2 separate regions of the Gossypium hirsutum genome follow, and region 1 is linked to region 2. A link is a contact called in public Hi-C data. All regions are on one chromosome and are shown on one strand. Each heading gives the region's core, a stretch centred on a gene start, on an enhancer-like site or on the middle of the called end of the contact. The rest is flanking DNA. Distances are from core to core; before and after follow the strand shown.

Evidence for each region. Hi-C and Micro-C count contacts between places; a contact is called where the count stands out from the background.
Region 1: a Hi-C map of fibers shows a contact between it and region 2, with 2.5 times the contacts expected there. The contact joins the promoter of LOC107886345 here to the promoter of LOC107886348 in region 2. A contact is called at or near these places in 2 of 34 Hi-C or Micro-C datasets (fibers and leaf).

Annotation. Positions count from the first base shown.
Region 1 is chrA03:73,234,560-73,237,519 of Gossypium_hirsutum_v2.1, forward strand. LOC107886345 (gibberellin 2-beta-dioxygenase 6) reads left to right here and starts at 1,492. Exons shown (of 3, transcript XM_016810264.2): 1 at 1,492-2,391; 2 at 2,523-2,844; 3 at 2,941-2,960. The coding sequence starts at 1,904.
Region 2 is chrA03:73,001,420-73,004,350 of Gossypium_hirsutum_v2.1, forward strand. It overlaps LOC107886348, which reads right to left and starts at 1,295. Exons shown (of 9, transcript XM_041095072.1): 1 at 1,209-1,295; 2 at 532-693; 3 at 154-274; 4 at 1-54. The coding sequence starts at 1,295.

The DNA.
Region 1 (2,960 bases), core at 242-2,741, 230 kb after region 2:
TAAGCTTCCTTAATATGGATGATAACATTATCATCCATCAAACATAGAAAGACATTGGTCTAAATACATATTTGGACCCTTGAAGAATTAAAAATCATATAGTGTATAACTTTTATAATTTTTACAATTTAGTCATTTTTCTTTAATTAAATAACCAAACGTCAAAATTATTGAACCAAATCCTAATACAACACTTTAATAACTTCGTAAATATTAAATAAATAATATTTACGGGCTCACATGTCGGAATTGTGATCCTGAAATCATTGTTTTCGACATCATTGAAAAAAGGTTGTTTCAATCAGTATGTTGTGTCACGATAAGGAACTCCCTGACATCGCGATGTTAACCTAAATTTTTGAAAAATTTACAGTTTAGTCTTGATTCGAACTTAGGTTAACAATAGAGCTTTAGTAAGCTCGTTTAAGACCCGGGAACAATTGTACATTGTATTATATGCATGTATTGACTGAAATTAATTATTTAATGGTATAATTTTTTTGTTAGTTTGAACGTAGTTGCTCCGACAATAAATGTGATACTTTACAACTTGAATCTGACGACGGGATCGGATATGAGATATCACATTACTAGCATCACTTATTTAAATGAAACTTTAGTTAGATTAAATTTTAAAATTGGAAAAATCTTATATATTATAAATTCTTAATTCCAACTTGCTAAAGAACCCAAAGGTTATTCTGCTGCTGCAAGAAATAATCCAATGGTAATAAAAAGCAATTTTAAAGCCTACTGATTAAGGTCTAGATCTTTTATTTTAAGTTTTTCCTGTCGGATGCTTATTGCAAATGGATGCTTCATTCAAGAATCAGTATAAAATTTTAAGTTAAATTAATTTCCATGGTTTCCAAGTTGGATTGGGCAGGTATAAAAAAAGTCAGCTCCATTCTCAACGGTGTTGCAATTTGCTAAATATCGATATCCCTGCTTTTCATATTTATATATAAGTATCGAGTTTTGTTATTCGGATTTAAATATAAACATTTGTGTAATTTATAAGTATATTCTTTTATTTTTAAACAAATTTATTATGTGCTTTGAATATTTTTAAATAGATATAATATCACATCAACATTTTAATTGGGAGACTATTTAATATATTTTCGGGACATAAATCTCACTAAATAATGACATGGCATCTTATTATTAAATAAAATATAAAAATAATAGAGGACTTATAAATGAATTTTGATAACTTTATTTAAATAAAATTAAATAATTAATCATAAATAAATGTTAAAACTCTAAACTTCTAGACTTAAGCCTTTAAACTCAATATCCTAAATTTGAAATTTATTAATATTTTTTAATAATAATTATTCCTATTTATTTATGTTTAAATAAAATTATTAGTATTTATTTATTAATAAATACATTATACTTATACATAAAAAAAATTTATTCCTATCTTAGAACGTAAGAGGAAAAAAAGGTAAAAACCGAACGCTTCTTCTGTTTTTTTCTGGAAACATGGTAGAGTTTAAAACTAAAAAGAAAAGAAAAAGTAAAAAATTTCCAATGGCCAATTGGTAAACAAAGTAATGCTCCATTATTCATGTTAAAAGGAACTTTCACCATGTAAACCAAGCTTCAATAAAATAAAAAAGAATGGAGGGAGGGAGGTTTGGTTCGAAGCTTCTTACCATTATCCCACCTGCCAAATGCTTAACGCTCTATTTTCTTTTAGTCATTACTTGATACTCTAATTGTACCAACTTAAACATGTTCTCTTTCAGACAATTAGGAGTGAAACGCTCTTCTTTTGACATCTGTCAACATTTGGTAGCTTCTCACTTGTTCTCTTGCTTTTTAGGTTCATTGTCTTCCCCAAACTCCCTCTCCGAATCATATATAAAGAGAGTTTCCCCTTCACGTTTTCACCATGCACCTCACCTCTAGGAAGTATATTTTCATTTCTATAGCAATGACCAACTCAGACCCACCTCTCCTTAACCATTATGGAGCAATTTTTTCAAGCCACTCACCTCAACTCGATGTCACTAAAAACAGACTTGTCATCGAAGAATGCCAACTTCCTTTGATTGACTTGAGTGGTCTAAGCAATCACGACGAAACGGTTCGCCGAGCTTGTGTTGCAGCCATATGCGGCGCATCATCAGAATGGGGATTTTTCCAAGTGTTGAACCATGGGATTAGCCCTCAACTAGTTGAGAAAATGAGAAGTGAACAAGTGAAGTTGTTCAAAATACCCTTTGAAAGGAAAGCTAGTTGTGGACTTTTGAATAATTCTTACAGATGGGGAAGTCCGAGGTCTACCTGTCCTAAACAGTTCTCATGGTCTGAGGCTTTCCATATCCCTCTTACCAAGGTTTCAGATGAAGCTTGTTATGGAGAGTTTATATCTTTAAGGTAATACAAACATGGACGCAATTAATAATATGTCTAAACTGCTAAAAAAAAACAGCCATAACATTGCGTTGCAGCCGCTGTTTGCATCCCAAGTGCTAACAAATAAAACGTTATCCTCTGGTTTTCTACAGGGCAGTGATGATAGAATTTGCAGCTGCCATGTCGAAACTTGCAGGATTTCTAGGAAGCGTTTTGACAGCGAATTTGGGACATGGAAAGGAAGTGATCAAGAATTTATGCGACGAAGGCACCTGCTTCCTTCGCCTGAATCACTACGCGGCCTGTCCGATATCTCCGGAGATTTTGGGTTTAGTGCGCCACATCGATAGTGATTTCCTCACAATTCTATGTCAAGATCAGGTAGGAGGACTTCAACTCATGAAGGACTCCAAGTGGGTAACTGTCAAACCTAACCGAGATGCTCTTATAGTCAACATTGGCGACCTCTTCCAGGTAAAAGAAACTAAAGCAGAAATATCCCATGTAAATGGAATCAACTTTTCATTCACTGTGTGTATAATTATCTAATTCACATCTAAAATTCTACAGGCATGGAGCAATGGTGTTTA
Region 2 (2,931 bases), core at 45-2,544:
TTAAAAACTTTGCAATGCGTTCGAGTGATCGGCATAAAATGGGAATCAAAGCAACTGCAGTGAAGGTCCATATCAATTCATCATACTACATAATAATAAAGAGAATTCCGGAGCAAAAATGTAAAAAGTGTTTATGAGCAGAAGAATGCTTACATTTAAGGCAAAGATGTGAAGTGACAAATGTAAGGCAGTAGATAAAGTAGATAAAATCTTTGGTTGCAATTACTAATTGAAAATACACTTGAACAACTTGTAAAGTCCATGCTCTTGGCCTCTACATAACATATAGAATAGGTTCAACAGAAAAAACTATCATATATATATTTGAAAAAAAGAATGGCTGGATTATTATTAAAATTAAAACAAGGCCTGGACTCTCTCAAAACAAAAGAAACTAAAACAGGCAACCCAAAAAAAAAAAAAGAAGGTAAAGAAACAATGTAACCCAGCCACCCAAACAGGCACTTTCCTTATCCATAAAACTATCATATATTTACCAAATGTATGACAAGTCAGTAGAAATATGTTTACCCTATATAGTGCATACAAAGAGTATACAGAAGAACAAGCAGTGCCCATAAATGAAAGCCGATAAGCCCTATTTGAAAGACTTTTAGGGACAAGTGGAAAGATGGCAAGCACAGCCACAATAAAAACTTGCAAGATAAAAAATAAAAGTAAGGAAAAAAGAATCTAACAAAAATATGTACATGAAGTCAAAAATGGCCCAAGTTACAAGACTAGCAATTGACTAAATATTACATATTATAAATTTAATTATACATTAACAGCCAATCAACTCCTCGACAAGGTGGTCTTTCTATGGCAGATGCAAGAATAAAGAGGGAAATAAAATGCACTCTTTACTCATTTAAAAACAAAAAAGAGGGATAAGAAGGCAAGAATCATCTGCTAATATACAAACGTTTTGATCTATCGATTTGGTCATATGAATCTAAATATATTCCAAATTCCACAAGGAGCAAAAAAATATATAGTAAAATGATTATGTGATCACAAATTCTCAACTGGATTTATTTTCTGCATAGATTTACAACACAGAGATAGGAGAGAAGAAAAAAACAAAATTACTGCAATTTCTCTCACTAGATATATAGAGAAAATACATAAAAAAATCATTTATAGCTCATATACCAATAAAAATAAAATATAAAAAAAGATCATCAATGGATGAGATAGGTAATTGCCAGAGCAAGTAAAAGGAGAATGTAAGCGATTCCTTGATCAATGGCAGTACCATCGTTGGACGGAAGTGGTGCAGGCGATGAACCCATGGCTTAACCCCAGAAAAGAAAGCATACCTTTTCAATTGACAGTTTTAAACGAGGAAGACCTTACAACAGAAGGAGCTGAATACCTTTCTACAACTTTCCTTTCCCTTGTAGGTCTATCATTACTAGGCGTCACTGCCTCTTTCTTCTCAGCCGAACCTTGACCAGATTTCCTAGAACTCCCCTTTCTACTACTACCTTTGACCTTTTTAATCCCTTCATCTTCACTCTCTTCTTCTTCCTCCTCCCCCCTCTTCTCTTCCTCGTTCTCCTTCTCTTCAACTTCCATTTGTTTCTCCAAATCCTTAATAGATCGAGAGAAAAGGAGTAGCTATGGAGGGTAAATTCAGTCAGTGAAAGGAAAAAGATTTTGGGGGCAAATTTTGAGAGTAAACGGGGAAAAGAAATAAGTACATAACTTTTATTTGAGGGATTTGGTTAACGAGCGGGGAACCAAAAAATAATTTTTTGGGGTGAGCGGGATTTTCCTTTTTTTTTTATAAAAAATAATGGCTTGGATTTTTTTTGCGGCGTTTTCGCTAAAAACGGGACTATAATTCAATTTTTTTGCGGCATTTTATCCCAAAAATGTCACTATTGCTCAATTTTAATTTTCTTTTCATTTTTAACATATTTTTTTCTATTTTTTCCTTTCACAATTTTTGTGTTGAGATTATCATTTTTTGGAATTTTTTTTAAATTTTGAATATTGATCTTTTTAACTAAAATATGGATGAAAATTTTAAATTTTAAATATTAAATTTTTAAGTTTTTTATTTTTGATTTAATCATAGACATTTTAAAAAATAAATACATCAATATATTTTTATATTGAATAAATATAAATATTTATGTATGCAATAAATAAATATAAAATGATGTTATATCAATAATTGTGTTAATAATTTACAAGAACTAGATCAAATTAAAGTTCATATATACAATTGCACCCTGATCCCTATATTTATCCCTAAACACTGAAAATTAAACCCTGATCCCCAAACACCAAACCTTAAATCCTAAATCATAAATCCTAAACCTTAAAATAATAAATATTATATCATAACCCCTATCCCCTAAACTCTAAACCATAAAACATAAACCATAAACCCTTAACCCCAACCCTTAAACCATAATTAGATATTTAATTATATGTATACACCTAAATTTTGATAGAGATACATCTCAGAATTATATATGAATTTCGATTTAATGTGTAATTGTAGATGTGAAATTCTAATTGTGGTTTAAATGTATAATTGAAACTTTAATTTTGATTTAATCATATACATTTTAAAAAATAAATACATCAATATATTTTTATATTGAATAAATATAAATATTTATGTATGCAATATATAAATATAAAATGATATTATATCAATAATTGTGTTCATAATTTATGCTTTTGGGATTTAACCCATTGCACAATAAACCATTGTTCATGTATACTTTTGGGATTTAACCCATTTTGATATATATATTTTTTTAAAATAATAATTTATATTTATCTTATTTAGATTTATATTATAAAAAAATCCAAGATACACAAGTTAAGTAGTTTACCATATTTATCTCTAAACCCCAAACCCCAAACCCCAAACCCTAAACTCTAGGCCCTAAACACTAAACCATAACC